4 separate regions of the Mus musculus genome follow, and all the other regions are linked to region 1. A link is a contact called in public HiChIP or PLAC-seq and promoter capture Hi-C data. All regions are on one chromosome and are shown on one strand. Each heading gives the region's core, a stretch centred on a gene start, on an enhancer-like site or on the middle of the called end of the contact. The rest is flanking DNA. Distances are from core to core; before and after follow the strand shown. Region 1 holds the start of Ptdss2 (phosphatidylserine synthase 2). Region 2 has its middle 14 kb from the start of Gm33504. Region 3 holds the start of Nlrp6 (NLR family, pyrin domain containing 6). Region 4 holds the start of Drd4 (dopamine receptor D4).

Region 1 (4,871 bases), core at 1,086-3,585:
AGGGGGTTGGGTTGGAGCCCTGACTCAGAGGTTAACAACACAGGCTACTCTTCCAGAGGACCCAGATGGGGTCCCTAACATCGACTCAGCAGCTCCCGTCTGGAACTATGGTTCCAAGGGACCCAACACTCTCTTCTGGCTTCTAGGGGCATTGCATACAGGTTTTATACACACACATGCAGGCAGAACATCAATACACACAAAATAAAACTTTATATAAATAAAGTTCCAGGTCTGTGCCAGAATCAGAGCTCTTGTTTAGTTTCCTGATATTATCCCCTAAGATAGTAATGACACTCAGCAAAAGTCCCCAAAATACACACTGAAGAATGGCTGAATGAATAAATGACTATAAAGCAAGAAAGGCAAGCCAGCAACACACTCCAGAATTCTCAGTCCAGTGGCCGTCACCTGCACTGAAGGACAGTCCCGCCTCTCTCCTGTCCAAGAGCCATGGTGGAGGCTACCTGATAGAGAATTGATGTTTAAAAACCCACTTGAGTAATTCACGGACTGCTATGAATGTAAGGCCAATTGGAGTCCTTTATTTAAGTAGGCAACCAGGAACAGGCTCCTGCCACAAAGATCTCTTGGCCCTGAAGTAAGGCAGTGCACGGTTTATGAAAACAAAAAACCAGGTGTGGGTCAGGGATTTTGTAAGCATCATTCCTCTTTGTCCTGTCATCCAGGATATGACTGAGATGGTGTGGGGTCAGTTATGGGGTTAGAGGCCATTATGTCCAGTCAAGAAGAATGGGGTATGGGATCAGTCTTCAGATTAGTTTATGGGGTTGCAACAGCCCGACTTATAGGCCATTTTAATGTCCAAAGGACCTCAAAGGTCAAAGAAGGCCATCGGCACTAGCTCTGGCACCATACCCACAACTTCAACTGCCCCATGCTCGCTTCCAAGCGCGCTCTCTCTCTCTCTCCCTCTCTCGCTCCCTCCAGGGTCTGGCTGTACTGGAAACTCACTATGTAAACCAGGCTCGCTTCAAACTCACAGAGACCCACCTGCCTCTGCCTTCCAAGTGCTGGGATTGCTTCTTTTCCCTCTAATGTTTTCACAGTCATTAGACGGAATCATATTGAAAAGCAGCTCTGGTTGGCTCTCACTGCAGAAGCTGTCCATAACCCAGGGAAGGTGCTAATAGTATAAGGTCCAGATGCAAAGCTATCTCCCACACCCAACCCACTTTCCTGCTATTTCAACTGTATCTCACCAGTGCCTCAGTTACCACTCCCACTTGCAAGCCAGAGATACAAGCTGACATACACAAGAGTCCCTTGGAGGACCCTATCTGTGTGATGGCACCTTCTCCTGAATTATCTTAACACTTCCAGACCAGGATTCTCTCTGATCAAATGTGTTCTGGACACTGCCACAGCTCTGTTCTCTCAGAGCAACTTCCACTTAACATCCCCTCCAGTGGGAACACATTTGTTTCTGTGCACTTGGGTGTCACTTGCCTGTAGGGCCCACCCTGGGACTCCAGTGTCGCATAGGTGGGTAGAAACTTGGCTGCCTGAAATAAAAGCAAAGCCATTCCTCTCATGAAGCGTGCTCCTTCTCACAAACAAGGAAAGGTGAAGGGTTAGCCCAAGGTCATGGGATTACACCTGGTCAGCCAGGGCGGTGGCATGGTCCTTCAAAGAAGCAAAACACCTGCAATTCCTACGCACTCAACTCCACGAAAGGCAGACGGGGCAACCTGACCCCAAAACTTGTCAGAGGTTGAGTTGTGCAAGCAAGGGTCACTGAAAAGGGTAGCTGTGAGGAAAATCTACCATACAGATATGCCATGCCCACCAGGCCAGTTCAGGGCAACGTTACGGGTGAAGAGCAGGGGAACAACAGCTATCCCCCAGAAAGGGAAACCTGAAAAGTCACTAATATGTAGTGGCCAGGCCTTCCAGAGCTCATCCCGGGGCTCCTCCGATCCGAAAAAACACTCGACATCTCATACGGAGACGACCACGGGGGGTTCCACGAGGGCCGGAGGGAGTGAGGCGCTCCCCTGGCTGATCCAGGCCCTGACGGTTCCCGATTCCAATCTAAACTGTCTGTCCCAAACTCCTGCCCCGACGCGGGGAGACCCTCACCAAAAGAAGGTGTTAGTGCCATCGTCGTAGACTTCAGACTCGGTGCTGCGGCGGCCCTTGAGCAGCGGAGACTCAGATCCCGAGCCTCCGGCGACTCTGCGCTCGCCCCTCCGCATGGCGCCCGGCCTGCGCAGCCCAGTAGGCTGCAGGCGGTGGGCTGGGGTCGCAGTGCTGCCCGGCGGGGTCTCCGCGGGAGTGGGGCGGGGCCGTGAGGCATTGTGGGACGCGTAGTGCGCGCCGGGCCGCAGGGCATGCTGGGCGCTGGAAAGCCCTAAACTGCCCGGTGGGAGGGACGCGGTCCGGTTGCTAGGAGACCGGCCGCGTGCTCCGCCTGACAGAGACTGTACAAGCCGGCTGGCACTGGCTGGTGTTGATAAAGTTCCGAAGACATATAATCTCTGGGGATAGGGACGCAAAAGAGACTCAACCTAAACTGTTGTGGTAGACAGCCCTGCCAAGCAAACTAAACTCCGGAAGCTGAGGCAGGAGGATTGAACGAATCCAAGGACAGCCTGAGTTATTCAAACCTTGAATTAAAAAAAAAAGGAGGCGCCGGGCACTGGTGGCCCATGCCTTTAATCCCAGCACTTGGGAGGCAGAGGCAGGCGGGTCTCTGAGTTCAAGGCCAGCCTGGTCTACAGAGTGAGTTCAAGGACAGCCAGAACTACACAGCGAAACCGTCTCGAAAATGAATGAATGAATGAATAAATAAATAAGATGAAATAGTGATAGAGAAATGGCTTAGCAGTTAAGATCACTGCCTGACCTTCTAGAGGATGGAGTTCAGTTTCCACTCTCACATAGCAGCAGTGGCTCCAATGCCCTCTTCTAGTATCTAGGGCACTGTATACAGTTGGTGTATAGATGCATACACTCAACCAAAACACTTATACACTAATAAATAGATGTAGATAGATAGATAAATTAGATAAATTATTGCCAGACATGATGGCATAGTCCTTTAATCCTAGCACTCAGGTATCAGAGGCAGGAAGATCTATATGTGTTTGAAGCCATCCAAGTCTACACACTGTGAGCTCTAGATCAGCCAAGGCTAGACTCTGTCTCAAACTTTAACGTAAATAAAAATTAATGACTAAATTAGCAGGACCAGTCAAGTTGGATAGTTGAAACTGGTATGGTTAGTTGCTGAGAGTACTTACATTTTGCCAGAGGTAGGGAATGGGCTTCTTGTCTGAGAGTGTGGGTCCTTCTTCAGTTTTCTCAGATGTGTTGGCTTGTGGTGCCACCAGCCTGCAATCCCAGCACTTTGAGGTGGAGGTATATATATCAGGGAGTCTGTGGTTATCCTTCACGTGAGATTAGGAGTTAGATAGATTCCCTGATAGGCAGACAGAGAAGAGAGAGCCTATTGGATATTGAAGATGACAAAATTCAGCCGGGTAGCGGTGGCCCACACCTTTAATCCCAGTACTCAGGAGGCAGAGGCAGGAAGATCTTTGTGAGTTTGGGGCAGCCTGGTCTACATAATGAGATCCTAGAAAACAAAGGCTACAAAGAAAAACTCTATCTTGAAACAAACAAACAAATAAACAATAAGATGGCAGACTCTTGGTTTCTTCTTCACCCTCCTTACCTGAAATAAAAGTCTAGCAGCTTAAAAGAAAGGCCTTGGTGAACCTTTTCTCCACCAGGAGGGTCACCAGTCCAGACAAGCTCAAGGCCAGATCAGGACATGTTTGCCCAAAAGTCGTGGGTTTGTCAGCCTCCCTGTCATTGTTCAAACTGACAAACCATAAATTAGAGGAGTAAGACCCCCCATCCCCCCAGAGATCCTTGGAGCTCTCAGCCTGTGTTGCTGGGTATGGATGGCACCAGTAGTCCAGACCTTTCATTCCAGGTCCCAGGGGCAGGCAGATCTCAGTGAGTTTGGAAGGTTAGTTTAATCTACATAGCAAGTTCAAGTCAGCCTGGGATATATAGTGAGATCCTGTCTCAAACAAACAACCACCCAGCCTTCAAAGGGACTTCAAAAAAGGGCTTCAGAGGGGCTCCTGAAGGCCCCCTTAGATCTGCAGAGGGTCTTTCTAGGTGACCTGTGCAGGGTTTTAGACCCAGGGACAAGGGCTGAAGTGCATATTTTACATACTAAAGCACATCTAGCTTCCAGGTTCTCCCAGCATCCCTCAGTCCCTACCTGGCATACCACGTTGCTACTCTGAACTTTCCAGTTCAGGGGCTGGGCTGCCCTTTAGCCAGATATTTTGGTCTCTCCTCCCCACCCCCCCCCTCCTCCTCCTTCTCCTTTTCCTCTTCTTTTTCTTCCTTCTTCCTCCTCCTTCTCTTCTCCCTCTTATCTCTCTACCCTCCCTCTCTCTGCATGCACTCTTCTCTCTTTCTTTTCCTACTCCCTGCTCTCTCCCTTTCCATGGTGACTTCCCTAGCCCCCTTCCTTGGTACCAGTGAACCCTCCTATCCAAGAGCAGTTTCCCAGTGTACCTGTGCTTATATGTACTTTAATTTGGCTTGAATTGGCTCATTTCACTGGTGGAGAAATAACTTATCAGCTGGTACCTTGATGCTGGGTTTCAGACCTAGGATAAGGGGCTGAGGTACATATTTACAAAGCCCATCTGGCCTTCAGGTTCTCACAGCATCAGCATCAGTCAGTCCCCCTCCATCCCCCTCACCCCCACCCCCAGTCTGAAACCCAATACCCCGTGTGCTTCTTCACCCTAATAAAAGCCTTTCTTTACCAGCCAAGTCTACTGCTTGTGCCTTTAAAAAAAAAAAGATTTTATTTTTTT
Region 2 (4,706 bases), core at 1,386-3,885, 140 kb after region 1:
ATGCCACCAGGAGCAGGAGATGTGCAGTTGTCAGTTTCACAGAATATCCCCATTTCAGGTGCTGTGATTGTCTCCACACCTCAGGACATTGCACTAATGAATGCACACAAGGGTGTGGAGATGTTTCGGAAAGTCAATGTGCCTGTTCTTGGTCTTGTCCAAAACATGAGTGTCTTCCAGTGTCCAAAATGTAAACACAAAACTCATATTTTTGGTGCTGATGGTGCAAGAAAACTAGCACAGACCCTTGATCTTGGTGTTCTAGGAGATGTTCCCTTGCACCTCAGTATAAGGGAAGCTTCGGATATGGGTCAACCAGTTGTCTTTTCTCAGCCTGGAAGTGATGAGGCCAAAGCTTACTTGCATATTGCTTCAGAAGTGGTGAGAAGATTGAAATCATCTCCAGAATGATTCCCGAGTGCCCTGGAAATTGTCCTGGTATTTAACAATCATGAACTGTCAAACATGAGTATTGTGGTAGTGTGGAACCCACAAAAAATAATGACAATTCTGATTATTTTCTTTCATCTCTAAAGAAATAATGTCTCATTTTCAAATTTGATTTGACAACCTATGATTCACAAATAAAATGTACATGTATGTGTGAAAAAAAAACCAAACAAACCGTGGAACCATCCAGCTCATGATCATATGACCTGGGCTTCCATAGCCTTTGCTACTGTTTTAATTGTTATTTGTGTCTTTGGCCCTGGCTCACTTAACCTCCTGCTATGATTGATGTCTTTGGACTCTAGTCATCAACTAACGATGACTTTGGGATGTCAGCTGCTGCTTGCTGCAGTCAGAGCAGAACTTAGCAGGGCTTTGGTCTTGAGTCAAGGATCTCAGCTGGAGCCTGTGTGTGCTGGTTCCCATCGGATGCTGGAATGGGGTTATGTGTCCTGTACGACAATTATTGGTTTCAAACTATCCCCAGCACAACCCTGAGGGAGGAGTTTTAATTGATGGCTCACTCTCCAGTCGCCTTTCAGCCATTTGGTGAAATAAATGGGAAACCCCAAGATTGTAAATTAGTTTGTGGAGCAAAGTGATTATATAATGTTGGAAACCAATTCCTTTTTTTTTTTAAGATTTATTAATTTTATTTATATGAGTACACCATTGCTCTCTTCAGACACACCAGAAGAGGGCATCAGATCCCATTACAGATGGTTCTGAGCCATCATATGGTTGCTGGGAATTGAACTCAGAACCTCTGGAAGAGCAGTCGGTGCTCTTAACGAAGCCATCTTTCCAGCCCAACCAATTACTTTTGTTCTGTGTAATATTTTTTTAATAATTAGCAAAACTTAATTTCAACTGGCTGGTGCAAATGGAACAGGCTTTGATTTCTCCCGAGGACTTATTCTGGGGGAGCCTACTGTAAGACAACAGCTTTCCCGCTGGGATCCTGTCTTCACTGCCTTTAGGGCCTCAGTCTCTCTAAGACACGCCCAGTGTGGCCCTACTCAGTGCACTAGAATAGACTTCCGGAACTCACACATTTTATCCTTAGAACACAGGACTGGAATCCTTGCACCAATACTGGGGCCTCCAGAAAACTCCAGCAAATTTGGAGGGGAGGCGAGGATGACACTGAACAGTGTTCAGCGAGGGATCTAGAAAAGGACGTGTCCCAACGTCGCCAACCACCGGCAGGGGATGCCCGAGCCCTGAGCCTCCTTCCTGTTGACTATCTGCCTTCACACACAGCTGCCCCTAAGCCCAGGAACACGACCCACAGAACCAGGAATAAACCCGAGCAAGGCTGTGGGAGGTGGGTGGGCAGAGGAAAGGGGAGGATGTCCAACTCCCATTTCATCATCCACTGAGTTCAGGGAACCCGGATCCTCATCCAGGGCCACCCTGGAATTCCAGACAAAGTTTGTCAGCACAGCAGATATCTTTCTCTTCGAGGTCAAGCAGTGGCCATCTACCCAAGATTTGAGGACTGTCTGCATCAGGATTTGCACTTTTCTTGGGCACCATGGGAAAATGGCAGTTGGGATTGACAGTTCTCTCTGCCCTACCTTTCCAGGAAAGGCCAATTATTTGAAAAGAGGCCCCTACCCAGCACGCTGTTAACCACTGCCCGCAGCAGGGAGCCAAAAGCCTTCCACTTAGCCCCAGTCACTTCCTGTACCAGGCCTGGAGGAAAACAGATGGTGAGGTGCCCAGGAGCCAGTGAGCTGAGAGTGTTCCAACTCAGTTCCCCATCTTCCATTCCCAATGCAGCCTCTGTTAGGCCAGGGACCCTGTTCCCCTTTCACGCACAGACTGTGTGGGAGCTCCTAGCACAGGCATCTTGGCGTTTTACATTTGGGTTTCTGTTTCCCGTGAGTCCTGTCTGTGCCCAGTCTGCAAGGTGAAAAGGCTTTTCATGAACTGGACAGTAAGAATTCCTCTAGGCCGGGGGTGGGGGTGGGGGGTACAATCTGACCCCAAGGGTATCCTGGCAACATCACCTTGTATCTGCCCAGGATATACCTTGGATATCTCCAAGGTATCATCCTCCAACTCCATGGCACACACAGACAAACAGACTGTCATTCAGCCACAGCACAAGCTCCCCCCTCCCCCAACACACACCAGGCACTATTTGGGCAAGGTGGAGCCTCAGGCTCAAGCACGTTCTCAGCTTCTCAGATTCCTGCTCTTCCTCCTCCACGTTCACCGTCCGGCATAGGCCACAGAATCTGGACAGCATGAAGAGTGTGCTAAACAGGGACCAGATCAGGTAGTCAGGCACTGAGACCTCACTGGGCACATTGATGGTGGTGGTTATCGTGGCTGTAGAGCCAGTGTGGTCCCCTGAGCGTGACCACTTCATGCTGCGGCTGTGCATGTCCTTGTTTGGGGGGACACAAGTGTCGTGAGTCAGGACAGGGTGGGAAGTGGGTGCTGGAGGGGATCCGGAGGCCAGCATGGCAGTAGCTTCCTGTCATGTTTTCCTCTTTTCAGAAGACACTTTGTAAGCTGGTGAATTTCCTAGAGACCAAGGATAGGAGAAACAGAGTTTTAAGTTACAGCTCTGTGTGTGTACCTGGAAGGCCACTCCCACGAAGGCTCTTTTCAACCTGCCTCCCATAGTCACGAGGATTAAGAGTTTGCCTCCCATAGCTCTTGTGATCATAAAAAGAGAAAGAGCTATTAAGATATGTTCTACGGGGGTGTGGTGAGATATGGGTGAAGGGGGTGCCCCAGTGGGCCCATGCCAAGGCATCCCTTCCCCCTGAGGGTCCAGCCACAGGACGGTATAGAATTGAGTTTATTCAGGGCATGGGAAGGGGAGTTAAGAGAGTAGTAGAGGCAGAGAAAGGCAGAGAGGAGAGAGAAGAAGAGTAGAAGCCCGCCATGGCCACGTGGAGAGAGGGGGGAAGGGAATGGGGTGAGAGGGGAGGCAAGGGGGCAAGAGGCAACAGAGAGATGCCTGGCATGGTGGTGCACTCCTTTAATCCTCACACTCAGGAGGCAGAGGCAGGTGGATTTCTGAGTTGGTAACTGTGGGGGTGGAGTCCGGACAGAATATCAACAATAGCCATGAGGTAGGAGTTTGAGGAGACAGCAGCAGGCACTCCTACAGCTTTTCCTGCGCTCAGGATTTAAGTTATATGAATAACACCAAGCCTGCAAGCGACAGTGAGTGATGTCATCACCACAACCAGGAAAGGGCTGTTGAGACCAGACCAGGAGCTCGCTCAGAACCCCTGCCTCCCAGGGTTCAAGGCTGCCTGGCAAGACTTAGGTATTACATACAAGTCATACACTAGCCAAGCCCTACTGGCTTATCCCCAAAGAGTGATCCCTGTCATGTATTCTAAGTCCCGTGCTCCTCCCCTTTTACATAGGGTTGCATTCCTTCTAGGCTCTGCTCAACAGTTACCAGGCAACAGCCAGGTAGGCCTGGCTTGCTATGAAAGGGACTATTTGACCCTTCCTTGCTCTCTCTGCCCTCTTCTCTCTCTTACCCCCTTCAAGTTCCCTGACCCTTTCCCCTTCTCTCCCCTTCCCCCTTTCTCTCCACTGTTCTTGGCTCTGGCCTCCCCCCCCTCTCTGTTCTTCATTCTCTCTCTTTCTCTGCCTCTACTGCTTTCTCAACTCCCCTTCCCATGCCCCCAAATAAACTATTCCATACAATAACTGTCCTATGGCTGGTACCTCAGGGAAAGGGATGTCTTAGCATGTGCCCACTGAGGCACCCCTCCCACCTCACCATACTGTGCCCTATAAAACATATCTTTGACCTTTTTATAAAACACATCACCTTAGGTCACAAATTAATTAAGGCTTCCTCCTGGTGTAAGACCTGTTCGCTCAAGAAACCTTCAAGTACACCTTTTGTTTCTCCCACCACAGGCCTGGGAGTCAGTCCTTCTTATACAACCTCTCTGTATGGCACTGTTATTAGAGCTCTTTCTGCCTAAGAGAGATGATCTGGCCCTGTGTGTCTCTGGGTGTAAGTATAATGAGGGAGCACCTCAGCGGGATGGCCAAGGTGTTCCCCTGAGAAGTCACTATCCTGAGACAGGACTAGTACAAAAGGAGGTTTATTGGGAGAAGGGAAGGGGATCTGGAAAAGGGTTAGAGGTAGAGAAAGGAGGGGGACAGAGAGGGACAGAAAGAGAGAGGAGGGAGGAAGGAAGAGAAGAAAAGGCCAACTGAAAACACTGGGTGAAGAGAGAGAAAAGATGGGGAGGGAGGGAGGG
Region 3 (4,887 bases), core at 2,114-4,613, 210 kb after region 1:
GGTCCGCTCCGCCATTGGGGTTATCAGGTGTGGACCGCTTCCCAGCCTAATAATCAGTGTGTAGACACAAATAGCACCCGTGAGGACAACCTTACCCTCTAGACTCACCCCTTCAGCCGCTTCACCAGGCTCTTCTTCTTCTTCTTCTTCTCCTTTGCCGCCACCAGCCCACAGCTCACCAGTCTCAGAGCCTGGCCATCTGGGCAGCACTGCACGCAGTAATTCAGAACTTCAAGGTCCATGCGGGTCAACCTGACTCGCTCCAGTACTATCTCTGGAAGGCTGCTGAGAGCCTGTCGAACAAAATCCTCCTCCTGTGTCTCATACAGGCAGTACAGCAGCTCCAGTCCAAAATTGAGGTCCTCCTCTTCCTCCTCCTCCTCCTCTGCGTCCTCGATGTCCTCCAGCTCAGCAGTCTTTTTTGCCCCTACTGGTGGCCCCTTGGGGTGGCTCTGTCCTTGTACCCACCGCAGGGTGTCCTTTTTCACATGATCTGGCACCACACAGCCAAAATGGTTTCCAATGTCACGAAGCCCCTCTGTATTTAGCAGGCCAAAGAGGAATCGGGTGGTCAGTGCAAGATGACCACGTAGCTCCGCGTCAGAGTTCAGGAGCTTCTGCACACCGCCTGCGGGCGTCCCCGGAGTTCGCTCAGCTTCTAGTAGGTATGACAATGCAGCCAAGAACTCCTGGAAGCTCTGGTCAATGAACTGGTAGGTGACCTCAGTTTTTAGCACTCCTGGTATCTCTTTCTTGTTGAGAAATATTGTCTGAACTTGGGAACCCCGAAGCTTCAATTTCTCCAGGTCCTCTTCTGAGAATTGTGCTTTATGATGATCCAGGATGCCCTCCCTGGCCAGGCGACACAGCGTTCTCAGCTCTCCCTGAACCCGGGGTCCATTGGTGCCTGCAGACTTCAGCATGCTGGTGATGAAGAGCAGGTACACAGAAGTAGTGGTCTTGGAGGTACGAGAGAGATCCCGGCCCAGCTCTAGCTGCTGCTGCAGCACTGTGCACACGATCCAGCACACGAAGGGCACAAAGCACAGTGCAAACAGCGTCTCGTTCTCTTTCACGAAGCGGTAAGCGCGCTCTGCCTTCCTCTCGTCCCGGAAGAACTTGAAGAAATACTTTTTTTTGTCTTTGTCTGAGAAGCCGCGTATTTCTGCGCACTGTGGCGAGCACAATCTGCCCTGCAGCCTCCCTGTAGCGGCATGGCGTGTAGTCACTAGCAAGCGAGCTCCTGGTAACAGCTCCTGGCTCAGCAGCCCGCTCAGCACTCTCAAGCCACTTGTAGCCTCCAAAGGGTCTTTGCAGGGAGTGGCCTCTGAGGATGGTAAAGTAGGCAGCTCGTCTGCACCGTCCAGGATGAACAGTAGGCGATTGGGTTGCGCCAGTATCCGCTTCACTGGCCAAGCGCGGTCCGGGCACTGGTCCAGCACCAGGTCCGCCAAGCTGCGCTTTCCCGGCCGCTCCAGCAGCTCGCCGCACGGCATGAAGAAGGCAAAGTCCACCTGGCTGTGGTATAGCTTACCTGCTGCCCAGTCATAGAGGATTTTCTTGGCGGCCATGGTTTTGCCGATGCCTGCCGGGCCCTGCAGCACCACGGTCAGCGGCTGCGAGCTCTCTTCATCATTTCCCCGGAAGAGCCGATTAAAAGTGTGCGTGTCCGAGCGCCGAGCGCGTTCGGGCTCCGGCTCCCCCAACGGCCCCAGCAGCTCGTCCTCCACAGCGCCGGTCCCCGGAGCGATGAGCAGCTTGGTGAAGCGCTTGTTGATCTTCACAGAGCGAGCATTCCTCTCCTTCACCTTAGCATGCTGTCGTAGCACGTGCTCGCGGTACTTCTTCTTGAACGCTGGAAGGCGTAAGATCGCGAAAGACAGGGATGGGCTTGCCGCCACTATGGAATCACCCCCCTGCCTGTCTAAATCTGGGCTCCCTTTCCTCTAGTATGCTATAGCTTCCTTCTCCAGCCATCTCACACCCAAGGATCCCCAAGCAGCGTCCAGGAAACTTGGGCTCTATAAGGAGTCCAATAGGACGTTTCACCTGTGTGCCCGACCGAACATACCTGACACGGAGAGAAGCACCGAGGTGGGGCCGAGCTCTGGAAGGCAAACCCGACATGAGGCTCTCTGAGCATGAGAGATGGGGCAAGGCATTTCCATGGGAGCTTATGGAACTACCAGCCCCCGCCCCCCCCTCTCCCCCGCGAATGAAACTTTGGGCTGGTTTCCGGGAAGGAGAGTCTCAGGAAGTGGTAGAGTGGACAAAGTTGATCTTCCCAAGGAGAGCAGGGAGGATCAAGGGCGAGCCACCGGATCCAGCCCCATCCTACTCTGCCCAGCTTACTCTGTAGCTGCTGTTGCTTAAGTCGCGAGGCCACATCTCGAATATCCGACCTCTTCAGGACCTGCCGGGTCATTTCTACAGCTGGCACTGGCTCATAGAACTCAATGAGCTTGTCGACAAGGTCCACAGCGTCTGAGCGCTCCAGTCGCCCCCACGGGATGCTGCGGCCATCCAGGGGCGCATCCCTTAGCTTGTGGCGGAAGCGCTTCAGCTGCTCCTGGCTCAGCTCCTCCAGTGTAGCCATAAGCAGCTCCCTTGCCACTGCATCCACGCTGGGGATGAGAAGGGTTATCATCACTGATGCGACCTGAATAGGACCTGTCCCTGAACCTCCAAAGCACCCCGGGTCACACATTGCACATTCTCCACATGGAGCCCCAGGGCAATACATTGTAGAGACCCACAGGGTGTTCCAAGGCTTCACCTCAAATTACTGACTGTGGTGAAGTGGATCACTCCATGGTTAGTCTTTCTGCGTCTTTCCTTTCTGGCCACACGAGATAAAGCCAGTTAGCTTCCCTACGTGGGTCTGTGCTCTCCCTTGTCACATCCTCTGAAAGGGCTCCAGCTCTGCTCAACTGAGACAGGCCAGGCCCTGGTAGGCTTCCTGAATTCTCTACTCCAAACTCATACATAGCACACTTTGGTGAGTCTTTTCTGGACCACCTACACCAGGGACTGAGTCTGAGTTCCTTGTGGGGAGCAGACTCATAAATGCCCTGGTTTGCAGGGTGGACATAGAAGATGGGCTTGAAATTCCAGTACAAGACCTGCTCTAGAGGTGAGCCCAGTTAACTTGAAAGTTCTCTCTGGAAACCACACTCACCTGGAGCAGGAGGCTCCAGCGGCATCCATGGAGTCTTATCTCAGGATCTAACTCTCAGATGCAGAAGCTGGGAGCAGAGGTGATCCTTTCTGGGCTAAACTGGTCTCATTCTGGGTGTGAGGGTGTTTCTCAGTCTTGTTCATTCTGGCTCAGCTGGACTCTTGCTGACAGTCAAGAGGCTCCCAAGTTAAGCACGGGTTGTAACATCATATATGTGCTGGACTGCGACCTTTGGTTTTCTTCTATTTTATTCTATCAATACTCCTCCTCCTGGGTGTGGCATCCTATGCAGCTGTGAGGTGGTTCAGATTAAATAGCTGACTCACAACCAGGTCTTCAGAAATGGCCTTAAGGTGCTTTAAATTTTGCACACAAGGCGTGAAAATCAAGAGGGCAGGGGCCTGTGGGCAGGGATAAGGGTGGAGAGAGAAAAAGAACCAGGTCCTCAGCTCTGCAGTCAGTTAATCCTCCCACACCCAGCTCTAGGGCAGAGATCGGATGTTTCTGACCCTAGGCCCTGCAAGTGACTGCAGGGATATGGAGTTTCACTGTGTGGCTGGCACGGACGTGTGTAAAGGCACGTGTGCACACCTCCACATGGCTAAGTTAATGTTGTATTTAAGTGACTGTTTGTCGTAGACTAAATAAAGTCCATGAAGACACAGTTCACAGAGGCATGGATGTGTTTATTTATTTTTATAAATTCTGGAAAACAAGTCTTCTTTGTCTCCTTGTCATCATTATTGAAGGTAGAAAATGTGAGGCCAGGGCCAGTGAGATGGTTTATAGGGTAAAGGTGCTTGCCTGACAACTCGAGTTCTAACTCTGGAACCCACAGAAAAGTGGAAAGAGAAGAACTCCACAAAGTTGTCCTCTGACCTCCACACCCAATCTGTGGAATGCGTGCCACCGTGCTCTCAAATATCAAATGTTTCAAGGTGATAGTGATAGAGGGAGGCTGGAGAGATAGATAACACTTAGGGTTATCTGTCTCTCACAAAGAGACTGACTCTGGTTTCCTGATCCCACATGAAGTAGCTATCAACCACCTATGACTTCAGCTTCAGGATATCCAACTCTTATACAGGTGTGTGTGTGTGTGTGTGTGTGTGTGTGTGTAAAACACATACGTCTACATAAAAAGGAAGAAGGGAAGAAATACAAAGCCAAGCTGGTCTCGAGTACACTACTCAACATCTGTGTGACCTTGAACAGTTTGTTTAACCTCTATGCCTCTATTTCTTGTTCTTGAAGTAAAGCACGCACTCACAGAAGGTTGGAGAGATGGCTCAGCAGTTAAAACACTGACTGTTCTTCCAGGAGACCCAGGTTCAATGTCTAGCACCAGCACGGTGTGCAAAACTACCCGTAAGTCCAGTTCCAGGAGATGTGACACCTTCTTCTGCCTCTGCAGACACCGGGAATGCACAGGGTGCACAGACATCCATGCAAGCAAAATACACATAGACAGAAGATAAATTAAAAAGAAGAAGAAGAAGAAACGCTTATGGTATTCATATTACGTGGCGTGAAGTATAAGGTGTGGGGAGAGGGCTCTGTCTGTACAGCAGTTGCATTGTGAGTCTAGCATAAGCTTGAGGAACAGAGCTTCAATCCCCAGAACCCACTTTCTTTTTTTAAAGGCATGATAACCCACAAGGTATGGAGTGTCATGGTGACATTCGCTAGGTGGCTTTCCCACATTTTTC
Region 4 (4,250 bases), core at 1,488-3,987, 160 kb before region 1:
CGGCACTGACCAGGCGCGGAGACACGAAGCAAGCCGGACACAGCGCCCGCGTGATGTGCACCACGAAGAAAGGCGTCCAACACACCAGGAAGGCCCCTGGGGATGGGCGGCGTGAGCCTGTACACCCGCACTCCAGGTCCCTCACCCAGGACCCCCCACTTTTCACCCTTCCAACCTGGACCCTCCCCCTGTCCCCGGCCTCAGCTCCCGGGACCCCTCCCTCCCTCCCTCCCTCCCTCTATCAACTCTTGTCCCAGGACAGGAACCCACCGACTACCACCGGCAGGACTCTCATTGCCTTGCGCTCCCTTCCCGTGATCTTGGCGCCTCTCCTTCTGCGGGAAGACGGCTCAGGAGGTTGCGGGAGAGCTGCATCAGCGAGCAGACACCCGGGGCTGCAGGGTCTCTGAGAGAGCTCTGACTCCGGCCTGCTGGAGTCGCTGGGGCTCGTCCGGAGGCTGGGTAAGGGAGGTGGGCAGTCTGGGAAGAAGGGACCCTGAGTAGGGTCCGACACCGGCGGGCCGGGGCCGCTGGGTCGGCGCGGCGCGCGGCTGTGAAGTTTGGTGTGCCGGGCTGCCTCCCAGCGCCGCAGGCCGCGGAAAGTGGCCCAGTAAAGCAGTAGCATGAGCGGACAGGGCAGGAAGAAGGAGCAGACGGACGAGTAGACCACATAGTCTCGGTTCTCCAGGCAGCACACGGCCGGATCGCGGCCGGGCACATCATTGAGGCCACACACCACTGGCGAAGCCACCGCGGCGGACAGCAGCCACGTGGCGGCGATGAGCAGCAGCTGGCACTGACCCTGCTGGTTGTAGCGCAGCGGCACGGTCACGGCCACGAACCTAGAGGAGCACAGGAGCGGTGAAGCTGCCGAGTGGGGCGGCTAACCCGGAGGTGGGACTGGGAGAGGGGTCGTCCGGGGTACCCACCTGTCCACGCTGATGGCGCACAGGTTGAAGATGGAGGCGGTGCACAGCATGACGTCCATGGCCATGAGCGTGTCACAGAGACGGGGGCTCAGGAGCCACACGCCACCCTGGACCTGGCCACGCAGAGTTTGCAGAAATGAAACACAAGACCTGCCTGACCTTTGAGCCGCGGACTTGCTGACCCCCACTCTTGTTGAGGGGAATCGAGGGCTGTGTATTAGAGGGAAGGGGGCATACAAGCCCGATGTGAGCCTGAGACATGTGTTGGAGACAGAACGTGCAAACAGACCTGCCTCTTGACTTAGGTCTTCTTTGGTTATGTGAGAAGCTTGGGTAAGACCCAGGGGGGTTGATAACATCTAGGGGAGAGGAGGCCCTAAATTCTTAAGCCTGGCCCCCTAAACACAAATCCTACCCACCTCCAAGACTCGAGTTATCCTCCCTGCATGAACTGTCACTGCTGTGGGGCTTTGGATAGGTCTCTTCACTTGCTGGACACATGGCAATTGTCCTGAGGACAAATGTGTCCTAAAAATACAAAGACCTCGCCGGGCTGTCTGTGAATCTGCTGCACGGAGTGTTCTTTTTCAAGGGCAAAGGAGCACACAGCCGTCTCAAACCAGCCGTCCCCAAATCCCTTCACACTGATTTGGGATGATTATGAGCTTAAGAATCATCACAGTGACGTCTGTGCCTTGGGGAGGACCTGGGGTCAAGTGTGGCCACTGGCCTCTGCTCCAGCTCCAGAACTCAGGGTCTTCTTTAGAAATACCATTCACCCCACCCCACCCTGCCCAAACCGTGGGCAGATAAGAATTGCCAGTAACCACAGCAGACCCACCTACGAGCCAGACCTGATCTGGGGTGTCTGTGTTCCAGGAGTCTCCAAAAGGTCCTGAACCCACTCCCTTTAGCGGCCCCTCAGGTTCAGTATCCTGCCCAGGCCTCTCTGCCTTCACCCTTTGCTGCTCCGAGCTCCTGGGAGCTGGGTGGCTGCAGGCTTTGGGCTTCTTCCGAAGGGTGAGAGTGAGCTGGCACAGGCTGGGGTGTGTGTGTGTGTGTGTGTGTGTGTGTGTGTGTGTGTGTGTGTGTGTTCCCAAAAGGCAGTAGTCATCGGTAGTGATGCTGATGCTGCGTGTCTGCACTTTCGCCTGTCTAGCTAGCTGTTTTTTGCCACAGGCTGGGGGATGCAGCATTTCTGCAGTGGAAGCCAGGGCTTAAATAGGAAGGACAATTTTCTGCGATTCTTGGTTTTAGGGACACGAGTCCTCTCTGGGTAGGTAGCTCTCAGACAGAGTAGGAAGGAATCCAGAGGATGGTAGGGTGACGGACAAGAGGAAAAGTAGGCGAAAGATTCTGAAGAGCGGGAGAGAGTGGATAGTCAGGAGTGAGGAGACCTGACGTCCCTGCAAACACCCTGGCTCAAGGTGGCTGAGGGTCCAAGCGCGAAACTGCGCTGGGGCTGGGGGGCTGGGAGCAGTGGAGGTAGGGGAAGAGCGCACCGAGGCTCACCTCGGAGTAGACAAAGAGAGGCAGCACCAGCACCGCGAGGAGGAGGTCGGCAGCAGCCAGGCTCACGATGAAGTAGTTGGTGGGTGTCTGCAGCGTGCGCTCGGAGGCCACGCTCACGCACACGAGCGAGTTCCCTGCCAACACCAAGCCGATGAGCAGCACGCCCCCCACCAGCGCCGCCGCGCCCGCGCCCCCAAGCCCGGCGCCAGTCCCCAGGGATTCTGGCCCACGCCCGGCCAACAGCCCACCGTCCTCAGTAGCGCTGCTGTTCCCCATGGTGCCACTGCTGAACCCGCTCCGGGAGGCGCTGAGCCTGGGGATTTGCAGGCAGGGGCTACCCGGAATCCCGCCCCCAGCGCGTCCAGCCCCGCCCCGCCCCGGCTTGAATTTCTGAACTCTAGGAAATTGGCAGAGGGAGAAATGCTTCAATTCAAGAGAAATGAGCGAAGTGACTGGCATAAAAAGGCTAAGCAGCGGCTGATGTGTCCCCTCATCGGGGCTAGTTTGTGCTTCCAGAAACCTAGGTAGAAAAGCAGGTTGTCTGGACCAGATTCGTCAGAGCCAGCCATCCCATCCTGGCCAGGAGACAGGCCACTAAATTACCTGTCAAAAGCGGCTCTCCAAGATACCTTGGAGGATGTGGAGAACCTATCTATACTCCTGCACTGGGGTCCTTCCCACGTGGGAAACCATCAGCTCTGGTTCTGGAACAGGTTAAAGGCTCCTCGCCTCTTTCACTAACGGTTCTGGGCTTAGCAATACTGAGCAGCACACCAAGCTCATTCTCTGTGGGCAGATGTGCAGCAACTCTTGGGATCCAGGCCTTGGCTGGCCCTACTTTTCTCACCATCTCTCTTCCCAAGTCTCCATCAGTCAGTGCTTAAGCGGACCATGGTGAAATTGATAATTGGCACCTCCAAGGCCCAGTCTTAACTTTTTATCTAATATATTATTATTAATTTTATTATTGTTGTTGTTGACTTTTCAAGGCAGGGTTTCCCTGCGTATGTCCTAGAACTTATTCTGTACAGCAGGCTAGCACTGAACTCAGATCCTTCGGCCTCCCCTCTGTCTCCGGAGTGCTGGAATTAAAGAGTGTGGACCACCATGTCTGGTTCAGCCTTAAGCCTTAACCATCCTCTGTGGGCCGCTGAGTGGTTACCCCACTTCCTATCTTGACCCTCAGCTTCCTTGCATTTGATACTGTATGGCACGCTGACTACCAGGGTTACCTGACAAGGACTCTCTGAGCTGAGAGAACTCTCACATGGGGGCTCTTTTCCCAAGCCACATCTGGAGGCCATACTTTTCTCTGTGCCAGCACAGGAACCTAGGCTGGAACAGGACAGCACAGGTTGAGAGGACACTGTAGAATCAGGACAGGAGAAGAGACAGCAGCAAGGACAGTCCCTGGAAGATTGGGAGCCCTTGCAGTGAAAGTACCTGGGGACTATGCTGATGAAAGAATTTTTGTATATGGGCTTACTAATGCTGAGAGAGATTACCTGGAGTCCTGTGACTAAAGGGCTATCTTCAAGTGGAGGTAGACTGTAGTTGGTATTTGCTACTTTGTGGGTTCTTCTCTCTCCCACCCTTTATCTCCCCTCCCCCTGTTACACCCCCTATCACTAGATGGGAGGAAAAGAAAGAGAGAGGGGAGGTGGGAGAGATCCCTTTATTTCTTCTTTGAGCATGACTACTAGACTACTAACAGACAGCATCCAACCCCGGCTCCCCCAAACATCAACCACCACACCCCACCTCTCGGGGCCCTGGCATTTATATAACTGAAAAGTTCCCAGAATTCCA

Evidence for each region. HiChIP or PLAC-seq counts read pairs in DNA pulled down with a chosen protein or histone mark. Capture Hi-C pulls out chosen DNA fragments and counts their contacts.
Region 2: an H3K4me3 HiChIP or PLAC-seq map of bone marrow-derived macrophages shows a contact between it and region 1, with 2.6 times the contacts expected there. The contact joins the enhancer-like site here to the promoter of Ptdss2 in region 1. A contact is called at or near these places in 3 of 39 promoter capture datasets (embryonic stem cells, liver and neural stem cells), 2 of 484 Hi-C or Micro-C datasets (embryonic stem cells and uterus), 4 of 115 datasets of contacts at active chromatin or transcription factors (bone marrow-derived macrophages, embryonic stem cells and pancreatic cancer cells) and 2 of 9 other capture datasets (adipose tissue and liver).
Region 3: an H3K4me3 HiChIP or PLAC-seq map of bone marrow-derived macrophages shows a contact between it and region 1, with 4 times the contacts expected there. The contact joins the promoter of Nlrp6 here to the promoter of Ptdss2 in region 1. A contact is called at or near these places in 10 of 39 promoter capture datasets (the 3T3-L1 cell line, 3T3-L1-derived adipocytes, the C10 cell line and 7 more), 4 of 115 datasets of contacts at active chromatin or transcription factors (bone marrow-derived macrophages, embryonic stem cells, pancreatic cancer cells and 1 more) and 5 of 9 other capture datasets (adipose tissue, embryonic stem cells, liver and 2 more).
Region 4: a contact with region 1 is called in a promoter capture Hi-C map of liver. The contact joins the promoter of Drd4 here to the promoter of Ptdss2 in region 1. A contact is called at or near these places in 2 of 39 promoter capture datasets (both in liver), 2 of 115 datasets of contacts at active chromatin or transcription factors (memory CD8 T cells and pancreatic cancer cells) and 3 of 9 other capture datasets (adipose tissue, liver and pancreatic islet).

The regions. Positions count from the first base shown.
Region 1 is chr7:141,128,750-141,133,620 of GRCm38.p6, reverse strand. It overlaps Ptdss2 (phosphatidylserine synthase 2), which reads right to left and starts at 2,335. Exons shown (of 12, transcript NM_013782.4): 1 at 2,104-2,335. The coding sequence starts at 2,219.
Region 2 is chr7:140,988,285-140,992,990 of GRCm38.p6, reverse strand. It overlaps the pseudogene Gm7514. Among named protein-coding and RNA genes, the nearest start is that of Gm33504, 14 kb to the left of the region's middle. Within about 2 kb of position 2,635, at least 77 of the 459 cell types and tissues checked have an H3K27ac peak or open chromatin away from gene starts, as enhancers often do. A contact at or near this core is called in bone marrow-derived macrophages, where this site is marked.
Region 3 is chr7:140,919,378-140,924,264 of GRCm38.p6, reverse strand. It overlaps Nlrp6 (NLR family, pyrin domain containing 6), which reads right to left and starts at 3,363. Exons shown (of 8, transcript NM_133946.2): 1 at 3,179-3,363; 2 at 2,353-2,624; 3 at 2,072-2,107; 4 at 109-1,855. The coding sequence starts at 3,207.
Region 4 is chr7:141,290,505-141,294,754 of GRCm38.p6, reverse strand. Drd4 (dopamine receptor D4) reads right to left here and starts at 2,737. Exons shown (of 4, transcript NM_007878.3): 1 at 2,442-2,737; 2 at 930-1,042; 3 at 271-842; 4 at 1-96. The coding sequence starts at 2,717.